Linked DNA regions of Gossypium hirsutum: region 2 is linked to region 1. Evidence: chromatin contacts called from public Hi-C data. All regions are on one chromosome and are shown on one strand. Each heading gives the region's core, a stretch centred on a gene start, on an enhancer-like site or on the middle of the called end of the contact. The rest is flanking DNA. Distances are from core to core; before and after follow the strand shown.

The links. Hi-C and Micro-C count contacts between places; a contact is called where the count stands out from the background.
Region 2: a contact with region 1 is called in a Hi-C map of leaf, with 2.1 times the contacts expected there. The contact joins the enhancer-like site here to the promoter of LOC107942886 in region 1. A contact is called at or near these places in 4 of 34 Hi-C or Micro-C datasets (callus and leaf).

Annotation. Positions count from the first base shown.
Region 1 is chrA06:124,865,316-124,871,151 of Gossypium_hirsutum_v2.1, reverse strand. LOC107942886 (UDP-arabinose 4-epimerase 1) reads left to right here and starts at 1,900. Exons shown (of 10, transcript XM_016876621.2): 1 at 1,900-2,020; 2 at 2,832-3,003; 3 at 3,377-3,501; 4 at 4,010-4,123; 5 at 4,225-4,332; 6 at 4,436-4,527; 7 at 5,495-5,636; 8 at 5,783-5,836. The coding sequence starts at 2,943.
Region 2 is chrA06:125,064,955-125,071,226 of Gossypium_hirsutum_v2.1, reverse strand. No RefSeq gene overlaps it. Among protein-coding and RNA genes, the nearest start is that of LOC121230800, 3.4 kb to the right of the region's middle. Within about 2 kb of position 1,781, at least 1 of the 9 cell types and tissues checked has an H3K27ac peak or open chromatin away from gene starts, as enhancers often do. A contact at or near this core is called in leaf, where this site is marked.

The DNA of each region.
Region 1 (5,836 bases), core at 651-3,150:
GCATGGCCTTCTTCACTCTCACCCCCAACACCAACCAGATGGGTAAACTTCCCTCTTCTTCTACAGTTTGGGTTTTTTTTTAATGAAACAACTTTGAACATCATGAATCTGCAAACAAAAATTCAACTAGTTTTCTTCTCCGACTCTGACATTGACCATCAGATGCACTTGGATCTGAGATATGTTCTTCTACTCATCGATGGGTATTGTTCCACCGTACTGATTATCACTGAACTTTATAAAAAAATTTAACAGTCTAATGACTTAAATGAAAATATTTAAATACTTCAATAATTATTTTATAATTTTTTAAAATTATGAGTATAAACCTTTGTAACCTATGACATTGCCCATTCTCCAAATTTAGAATAAATAAAAACAATTATTAGCAGTGAGGAAAATATCCTTATCATTAAAAAATTAAGATAATTTTATATTAATATTAATAATTTAAAATTGATTTTTTTTAGTATGTATATTATATATACTATATATTAAACACTTGATTGAGTTCATATTATGAATTAATCGAACATTAATTTAATTGGATAATAACTAAAATATCATGATTTATAAAATAAATTGTATTATCCAGAGATGATTTTATCTTTTCATATCAATTTATATAAGAAAATAAGAAAATATACATATATAATATGATTTGAACTCATTGCATTAACATTTTTTACATCCATATTTTATCATTTCAATTAAAGTCTCATTTATTTTTTATTTCAATTTTTATAAATTATTTATTACATAATAATTATGTTTCCACCTACATCGTGATTGTGTCCTAATCCAAGGGCTCCCTACCCCAAATTGAAAAATTATGTTTTGGGGTAATTACTTGCATAATTTATTATTAATTAAAATTAATTAAATAAGTTGATGTGAAATTAAAGTATCTTAATTCAACGTGAAAGCATGAATATGGAAATAAAAATAAAAAAAATGAAAAAGAAAAAGGTCACGGTGGTTGTATTGTAGAAATAAATTAGACTACATAGTCCCACCATCATCATTTATGCCTCTATTTTATGTACACCTTATTCCCTATTCCTATATGACCAAATGCCCCCCCCCCTTATTGGTTCTTATTAATTAATTAATTAATTATTAATTTATTTGAGTCGTTTTCGATAGGTAAAAATATAGTAGAAGTTTTTTGTATTAGGAGTCGGGTTAGATTTTGTCTTTTTTATTTAAAAACTGAATAAATTAGTCCATGTACGTTAGATAAAAGAATAAATTGGTCATTATGTTAAAATTTTCATTTATTTCTACTGTTAAAAATTGATTTTTAGGCACATTATGTAATATGAAGTATTGGTATGACTAACAGAATAACTATCATGAAATAAATTGAAATGTTGGCGGTAAAATTATCATGGAAGCCATTGTACTAGGTATAAGATTGCATTTTTCTCTCTCTATTAAAAAATTGAGCAAATTAGTCCTTAAACATTAGATAAAAGAGTAAATTAATCATTTCTGTTAAAAAATTAATTCATTTCTACTATTGAAAATTAGCATGACTAACAGAATAACTAAACAGTGATCGTGATGTGCCACATGTACCGTAATGCTAACGTACATGAACCAATTTTTAATAGTAAAAATTTATAAAAATTTTAACAGAATGACTTATTTACTCTTTAATTATACAAGGACTACTCTGCTCATTTTTTAAATAAAAAAAATAAAATGTAATTAAATTCTTAGTACAAGAGCCCGAATTGGAATTTTACTTATAGTCAAATTTAAACCCCAAGTCTCAACTTCTTGTTTGGGTTAATCGGTTCATCGAGTGACACATGTCACCATTGGACAAGGAGAAATTTCCGCTTAAATTTTAGTATTTCACAATTTCTTTTCTAATTTTTATTTATTTAATTTAAATAAAAAATATATATTTAGAACTCTTCATCTCTTTATAATTCAAACGTACGCGGATGAGTGTATGACCGGCTGCTACTCTTTCCCTTTCCTCTGTTTCGCTCTCACGTCTTCAATCATCGTGGGTGGTTTTTTTTTTCTTAATTTATTTATTTTGGCGTTTACTTTTCGTTAAGAAATATATTTTGCATTTGTATATTTGCATGTATTATATTATATATATATGATATTAGATCGTTTTGTTGATGATAGTAATAATCCTCTCTTCCTATTCTTGTTTTTCTTTTAAATTTTTTTCTTTTGGCTACCTTCAAACCATTTGAATGTTCGTTTTATTTCCATTTTCAGGTAAAATTCTTTGTGTTTTCTGCCATTAAAGGCTGCTTTATCTTTTCTTGAGAACGATCAAATTTCGTCGATGGGTTTATTTTGTTGTTTGTTTTCATGGGTGATTTGGGTTTCTAACTTGATTTTTTTAACTGGGTTTGTTTTTTATTAAGGAAAAAAATAAAATAAAACGATTGATTATCAAATTATATGTTTTATTGTTGTGTTAATATTTATTTATTTTAATTCTAGTGCCTTGAATAGGCATGCTCTGACAAAGAATAAAAAACGAATTTTTATTTCTATTTTTGTCATCTATTTGATTTTTATTTCTATTTTTTTTGTAGTTAGAGACTTTAGAATTGGGGTATGAAGAAATTCCTGGGTTTTCTTTTTGTGGTTTTAATTTTTTTTATAATAGTAATAATAATTTTGTTAGTCAACATTTTGTGCTGTTTTTTTATTGTTGTTTTATAAATTCTATGGATGCAGGGCCCATTTTTTTGGAATTTTGTTTTACCTTGTTTTTTTTTTCTTTATTTTGGTTTTTGGGTCTCTTAATGTTTCAGAAATTTGTTAATTCTTTTTTGTTATAGTATTTGCAGCAAATTTGGCAGAATATTTCCAAGTAAGGGTGTTTGGTGGATCACTGAAATTTAGACATAAATTCAGGTTCTTGCCAGTTTGAACACAATTCCTAGGAAAGCTATTTCCAAATGCTAAATTTTGCCAGAGGAAGAAGCCAGACAAGGTCAACCAGATCTATGCCTTTTGCTGGTAACATTTTCTCTCTTCTTCAGTTCTAACCCAATTTTCTTTGTTTAGTTTTATGATTTATACTGTTTTTCATCTTCTTCTTGTTCATGCCATTGTCTTGGGACTTAATCCTGCCATTTTCATTTAGAAAGCTTTAAATTTGGAAAAGAAAAAAAATTCTTATGACAAACCTCTTGAAATTTCATTTTACCATTTTACTTCCAGAATCCTAGTAACAGTTTGTCACTGAATGTAGAAAATTGTAATTCTTTTTAAGTTTACAATTTAAAATATGCTTAAGTTATTCAGAATTTGGAAGTTGATTTGCTTGTATCTTAATGCTTTTACAATGATTTCTCTGAATTCAAAATTGTTGTTTGTGTTTTGCATGTAGGCATGGAATACCATGATCCCAAAAGGAAGAGCAATTTTGTAGGAAAAATCCTTATGGCTGCTGCCCTTACAGCCGTTTGCATCATCATGCTCAAGCAATCTCCCACATTCGGTACTCCAAGTCAGGTATCTTCTTGGTTCAATCTCTATTTCTTCAACTTCCCTCTTTATTCTGCCGTGGTGCCTGCTATTTGTTCACTCTAGAATATCAGTTATCAAAAGATTATTCTGAATGTTTGTCATGCTGGTTTTTTGTTAACTTTGATAATTGAATTATTGCTATTGTTTTTTAACCATTTTTTAAGGTAGTTGTTATGAATGGATGTATATTTTCTGGGGTTACAAGAGCAGTCATATCAGGACCCTATGCCATTCTTCTTAAGGATTCATTCATTCTTGCTGTTGGCTTAGTTTAATCAAGCTGTCAACTTGATTATGGATGTGTTGTTTTCCCTTTGCATATGGTTAATATCATCTTCACTTCTACAAGATGAAAAATTATAGTTGCTGCTACTTCATATGGAAACTTGAAATCAGTACCGTACTCCTGTTGTTTCTGTAGGAATGGCTGTTTTTAGTTATATAACTTTTCAACTTCTGACAATTTCTTTTTTCATTTTTGACTTCTTTCCAGTTCTCCCGACATGAAGAAGGTGTAACTCATGTTCTTGTAACTGGTGGTGCTGGCTATATTGGTTCACATGCTGCTTTACGACTTTTGAAGGAGTCATACCGTGTAACTATTGTGGTATGTTTTTGGTTTAGGAATGTAGCTATCTCCTTTTGTAATCTTTCACAGCCTGTGCATAATTATCTGGATTTTAAAGGAAGAACTTATCTCCTTTGTAGGACAATCTTTCACGTGGAAACATAGGTGCCGTTAAGGTTCTACAAGAGTTATTTCCAGAACCAGGAAGGCTTCAATTCATTTATGCTGATCTGGGGGATGCAAAAGCTGTATCCTTTTAGTGAAATTTATTATGATTATTTTTTTTAAATGATCAAATTTAGGCATTAAAACATGGATATGGTTTATTTTTTCCTTGATCCTATGTTTTAGGTAAATAAAATATTTTCAGAAAATGCATTTGACGCTGTAATACACTTTGCGGCTGTTGCATATGTTGGGGAGAGTACACTTGATCCTCTCAAGTAAGTCTCCTTTTTGATTTATGATCAGCATAGTTAATATAGGTCAGATGAGCTGTGAAGTAGGTTGTTCAATCTGCTGTTTTATGCAAAAAAAAAACTGGTAATTTGACAAGAGCTGATTTAGTTGAAGAGCTTTAATGTGTCCTTTAGTGCTCTGAATGAGTGCAGGGAGTATATACTTCATTTGCGTCGTTGATGGGCGCCCTTTTTTCCCACCTAAGCTTGTAGCCTTGTTTACAAATTACATGGCTGATATTCCGTTTTCTAAGGTCAACTCAATTCAACTAATTAAGTTTTGTAGCTGCAGTTGCCATGATTTATGAAAGCACTTGAAAGGAAGCTAAAAACTTTCTCGTCACTGAACTAGCAGTTTAGAGGAGCTATTTTGGGTCGCTAGATTTCCGAAGGAAATTTAATTTGGATTCATTTTGTTTAGGTGTATCTGAAGATGAGCTTGTTTTACCAAATATGCTTGATAACATCCTGACATCTATGTAGAAGGCCTTTAGAATTGTCTACTGCCCTTTCTTTCTCTTACCTAACTGTTCAAAATGAAAAAGAAATTGACCTTGGAATGGAGGTCCGCTTGTTGTATCCTTTATATGTGCTTTCTTCTAATCAACTGTGCTAGTCAGCCACAACCTTTTTGCTACTTTTCAGTAAACTACCGGCACTGCCACTGATAGCATCATCTACATGTCCCTTTCTATTTTCATTAACTCCTCCATGACAAATCATGATGTTTTCACACGCTTGTTTTGAGGAAAATGCATCAGCATCTGTTGTAACTTTTCTTTTGAGTATTTAGGGAGAATTGAATACATCAATGTGGATTAAGATTGGCTCCTAAATCTGTGGTTGTGAAATGTTATTGCATGATTGACTACTTAAATATTATTTGAAACTTCTCAATCTGTACTATTTAAACTAATATGTTCTCTACGGTGTGTTTGGCCTTGATGTGCAGGTATTATCACAACATTACTTCAAACACCTTGGTGGTGTTAGAGGCAATGGCTGCTCACGGTGTTAACACTCTGATATACTCTAGTACATGTGCCACATATGGGGAGCCTGAAAAGATGCCAATCACGGAAGAAACCCGACAGGCAAGTAAACTTGGTTTTATGCTTAGTTATTTCTTGAATTTTTTGTTTGAGGCCAATAAACTAGAGGACAGACCTTTATCAACTTGTTTTCAAGGTATGTATGGTTATAATGCAAGGCAACTAACATTTGTTTTGAACCAACTCAGGTTCCAATCAATCCATATGGAAAAGCTAAGAAGATGGCAGAAGATATCATCTTG
Region 2 (6,272 bases), core at 532-3,031, 200 kb before region 1:
AAAAATTATAGATTTTTTATAGGGTTAGAATTGAAAATTGAGTGAAACGGTTCGGACCAATAATTAATTGATAATCGTAAACTCGTTGATTTAAAAGAAATTGAGATAAATATCAAAATTATATATGAACTTTAATTTAATATGCAATGTCATACATAAACTTTGATTTTGTACAATTTTAAAAGTGAAATTTTAATTTGATTTAATTTTCACATGTCGCTAATTAGATTATTGAATTAACATTGTTTTACGTTGATATATTGCATACACAAATATTATATTAATCCAGTATGAAAATAAATGTATGTATTTAATTCTTTAAATGTGCACAATTGAATTCGGATCAAAGTTTCATGTAGACATATAAATCATAATTTAAGGTTTTTTTTTTTTTGTGTTAAGGATACCAAATCAAAATTCATGTATCAAATTGCATATTAAACCAAACTTCATGAATAAATAAAAGAAATTGGATAAAATTGGAGTTGTAATTTTTTTTCCATATGATTTTAGCTTCTTGAAGCCCAATTCCATTTAAGAATCCACTGATTTTGACCCAAATTATTTCTTTCACTAGATTTAGATCCAAAATAAAATATAAACAAATAAAGCCCATATTCTTCAAATGCTGCTTTTAGATGATCTCTCTTTCACGTTTTGATTTCACATTTTATATATTGAGATGAGATACACTTATTTTAATTAGTGGCGGAGCTAGGGTCCCCAGATTACGCTAAAAATGGAAAATTTTTTATTTAAATTTTTTTATAATTTATAAAATTTTAAATTAGTAATAGTAAAAATATATTTTGGTCATAAAAATGATATAAATTTGATTTAATTCTTTAAAAGTTATAAATATATAGGCTATTAAAATGGTGAAATTATACATTTACTATCGTAAAAGTATACAATTTAATTTTGACCTCCCGAATAAATTTTTTGATATCGTTCCTGATTCTAATTACATTATTTTATATTTGATCAATAAATTAAAATTCATTTCGTATTAATACATCATTTAGATTCTTTAATTAAAATAACCTTAAAAAAAACAACTATCTAATGAAAACCAACTACTACAAAAACATAATTAAAATAACAACCGAAATATATTCGAATATAAATCAAAATAAATCTAAAAGTGACCTTTATTAATGCATACATTTATTTCAAGGGCGAAATCAGAAATATAGTAAAGAGGGAACGGACATAAACTCTCTCATAGGTCAAGTCGAGTCCCTACTTAATTTTGAGATTTTTCTTTTCTTCAAAAATTGACTTGATAAAAAAAAAATATAATATAAAATATCAAATTTAAATATTATCATTGTCACTATTAATGTGGCAAATAATATATAAATTTCTCATAATAGAATAAAAGTTAATTTTTAAAGGTGGTTTTTATTTTTTTTAAAAATTAAATTTGATCTTTAACCTTTCAAAAGACTTCAATTATTTTTTAATTGAAATGTTAATTAAAATAACTTGAACTTGAAATTAACTCAAAATAAAATAATTTAGAAATTTGAAAAATCGTCTTATGTGATGGCTTAATGGTTAGGGTATTCACCGTCTTAAATGTGACATGAGTTCAGATTGAGCTAATTGTGTTTATTGTTCAAACTTTATCCTATTCTTATATTCTACTAAAAACAAAAAATTAAAAACCGAAAATGAACTTACCTCTCCCGATTATCAATGGGTCTAGATATAATGTACCTTTTCTTTAGCCCTTAATGGAAGACTTTAAAAGCTGGCTGATATTGCGAAGAAGCTTCAATTTGGTCCTCAGTTAAGACCAAAAAACAAAAAAAAAAGTCAGATGAAAAGTGACAACCCATGATAATGAGGTGCACATTAGATCAACCATTGACTAATACATACTTTGTGTTTACGGCTAGGCTCCACTTTGATTTTAAGATTTAGGGTTGGAGTTAAATGCTGTTAAATTCGTTTTATTTGTTTTTAATTTTCTATTTTTGTGAAGAAAAGTATTTGGGATTATGACATTAAGAATTCCCTCTTTGTCATTAAATTAATATAGATATAATTTAAGTCTTAATTTGGTTGATATTGTAATCGTTACAATAAGGAGTAAATTATTAAGATAGTCACTCTAAAATTAGCTTATTCCTACTTTGGTCATTCTATTTTTTTTTTGTCAATTTTAGTATTGTCGTTAAGAACTATTCTTATTTAATCACTCTTTCGTTAAAAACCAAACAGAGCAGTGATTATGCTGCCACGTCTGCAACTTTTTAAGATCCAATTCTATGCAACTTCTTTTCCTTTTTCAATGCCATGGTCTTCATCTTACGATTTCATTTCATAGTTGGGGCTTCCATAGAGGCCATATCATGTGAATGAATTGGATTCCTGCTACCACTACGGCGACCACCATCCTCATCATCATGCTTAACAACTCCCATCTTGGTATCAGTTCTAGTTAAAGATTTGCCCTCAACACCAACACTCTCCTGAGGCTTATTTTTTCCTCATTTTGAGCACCAACAACATTGAGAGCTTTGGTAGCATCTTAGTGTTTAATTTAAATTTTAGGATTGTAACTATATTTTGTTCAGGTCACAACCGAGTCAAACTTGGATTGAGATCTTGTTATATATTTTTTAAATATTATTATTTACTTTATTTTTACGATTGAGAATGGAAATCATCTTTCCAAGTGACGTTTCAACCAACCGCCCTGAGACCAAGTACTTATTTAGTGGTGTTATGATACTTACTATTACCGACCCATAACTCAAGTGGGTTCAAATAGGTCTAGATCGGATTCTACATAGTTCGCATGATTGAGCTCGCAAATCAAGCTCGCATGATGTTAAGTATCCACAAGGGGGCACTTACACTTTCCTACGAGGTCACACATGAGATCATATATGTGAATGCAGAAACACCTGCATAAACACGTGCTAAGTCTAGGATATAGTACGTGTTGGCATGAATAGAACCCACCTAAGATATCAATCAATAAACAGTAACTATATCATATAAATACATAAACTTACCATCTAAAGAAGACAGAAAAAAAACACTCAACAAGTGGCTATATCATTCACACTATTAAAGTAAATAAATCAACCATCCAACATCGGAACTTTGTTCCTACAACTAAACAAAGGGGTCGAAACAGATGACATGAGACGAAGAGACTGCCTCCTAAACTTGACAAGGTTTGTTAAGGACTAAAGAAACAAATAGTTGTTAAGTTGTTAGTAGTTAAAGCAGTTAGTTGTTAAAGTAGTTTTCTGTTAAAGAAGTTGTTGAAGTAGTCCAAGTTCTGTATAAATACAATATGATCAATCTCAAAATGTATCCTATTATTTTTTGAGAAATGAAACACATCTTCTTGTTTCATCCCTTTGCTGCGTTTCTCTACATGGTATTGAGCTAAGGTTGTTTTTTTCTCATTCTGCATTTCTCTAATGGTGTTGTAGAGCAGGTTAATTTTCATTGTTCTGGTCCTGTTTCTGTAACTTCTGTTGTTGGAAAGCAAGTTCAACAATTTCTTAAGTTTGATACTGTTAAACTTTGTGAGAGCAATTTTCTTTTATGGAAACACCAAATTATGTTGATTCTTGAGGGATATGGTGTGCAAGATTTCATTTTAGAAACTATCAGTGTTTTTGCTCAGTTAGTTGTTAATACTGATGGGCAAATGGTCAAGAATTCTGCTTATATATATTGCACGTTCAACAAGACAAGTTAATGGCCTCTTGGCTACTTTTGAATGTATCTAATGAAATCTTGGGCTATCTCACTGATGCTCGTACTAGCTTTGATGTATGGGCTACAATTGGAAAGAGGTTTGCCACCGAGTCTACTTTCAAGATATCGAGTTTACGACATGCGTTGTATTCTCCAAAAAAGGGTCACTTGTCCATAAAAAAGTATTTGGCAAAAGTTAAGTCCATGTGTGATACTTTGGTTGCTGTAGGAAGTCATATCTCAGAGCAAGAATAGGTTTGTATCATCCTTGCGGGGCTTTCGGTTGAATATGAGTCAGTTCGAGTGGTGGCTTCAGCCACTTGTCTATCCCTTGATCTGGTGACTGAAATGCTACTAGACTGTGAGGCACGACAAGCTGAATTCTTGGCTACCATTCCTGTCCAAGCTAATTTAGCCAGTAAACTAGCTCGTGAAGATGCAGCACCATCAAAGAACTCTAGTTATCATGATCATAAACAACAAAACCATGGTGGTTTTCAACGACAGAGAGGTTTCCATCGTGGTAGGAGTTGTGGGGGTCGATTTTCTCACACTCGCCCCTAATTTCAACTGTATGGTAAAATCGGTCACATTGTTTAAAAATGTTACTATAGATTTGATGAGAATTTTACAGGTGTTTCTGATGAAGGACAATCCATGTTTGTGAATCATCATCAACTTTCCGATTCTAGACAGGTAGGAAAGTCCGTTTCTAGTTGTGCTATGCACCACTATTGCAAGCAAGCTCCTGTTTCTCAAGAACATGGTGGTCCACCAAGTTGTCATTTTTCAGCACCTTCTCCAAATGATGCTAGTCACCTTTGGTACCCAGGTTCAGGTGCCAAAAACCACATTACTAATGATGTCTTGACACTCAGTCATACTACTATATATACAGGTATGAGCCAACTTCTGATGGGCAATGGTGCTCCTGTTTCTATCGCTCATGTAAGGACCTCACCGATTGGTACTAGTAGTAAGTGTCGAGACCATTTTTAAATCGAGTTTTAGAAAATGGGAATCGATTTTAAAAAAATGAAAACGGGAGTCACCACCAATCTTTTTAGGTGCGATTGGATCACCTTTAAAACAGTTTGTTTTAAAATCGTTGGTTTTGGTCTACAAAATCAAAAGAACGGGTTCGGGAGTCGGTTACGTACGAGGAAGGGTTAGCACCCTCGTAACGTCCAAAAATTGGTACCTAATTGATTATCAAAATGTTTTTAATGTCGGAAATCTGAAAAATTTTAAGATGTAATCCTCTTTAAAGTATTTGAAAATTTTGGGTTCACTTGTATCAAAGTATTGACTATAAGTTAGCCTTTTTTTAGAAATCTCTATCTCGAAACAACAAAATGCTACATCCAATAAGTTAGGACATATCACTTTGCAATTCTAAGACAGTCACTTATATTTTGAAAACCTTTAAAAACTTAGAAGGGTACTTAACTATTCGAACTTAACGAGAAAAGTTGCAACCCAATAAGTTAGGGCACTACTTTTCTGAAATTTCCAAACACCAAGCATTGCCTTTATATTTTTTGAAAATTTTGGAGCCTTGTCTTTTTAAAGATGATGTGTGGAGAATTGTATTACAATATAAATCATAATAATTTATTATTGTACTAGGTAGATAAAAAATGAATACTACAATATAAAGAATAATACATATAAAGCAAAAAAATGCAAACAAAGATATATAGCATGTATTGAGAACGAATAAACAAGATATATAAACATATGAGATAATATTTAAATGATGCATGATATAAAAACAAACATAATCAAATAATGCATGATATACAAATAGAATAAATGTAATGTCAATATGCATATAATTATAATAAAAAAATTTAACACATACATGATACATACAATACAAAACATATAGAAGAACTAATAAAAAAATGATTGATTGCTAACAAAATATACATACAATTAAAAACAAGATATTTCATATCAATTTTAAAATAGTATTTAATATATAATATAATAACATAATAACAAGAATAAAAGAATAATAATTATATAATAATATATTGGTTTAAAAGTATGTAAGAGATTTCATAATATAACAATATTAGTTTAAAATGAAATAATATATATATAGTAAATAAATAAAATGAAATGTGTATATAGTGTGAGTTAAAAATATGATTTAATAATAATAATTTACATTTTTAAAATAATATATATATAAAATAATATAATTTGCGATACATGATATACATAACATATATATAAAAAAAACAATAAGTAATATAAAAATAAAACATAATAAAGATTATATAATAAAATGTAATATAAACATATAAGAAAAATAATAGATATAATATAAAGTAACATATAAAACAATATATATATATAAGTAATTAATAAATATAATATATGTGAAAATATAATAATATATAAAAGAGATGTAAAATAATAATTTAAGGAAAATAATATATAATAAGTAATAATAATATATAATTAAAAATAATACTTATAATAAAATAATTTTATAATATATAATATAAAAGTAAAATTAAAATAAAACAAAT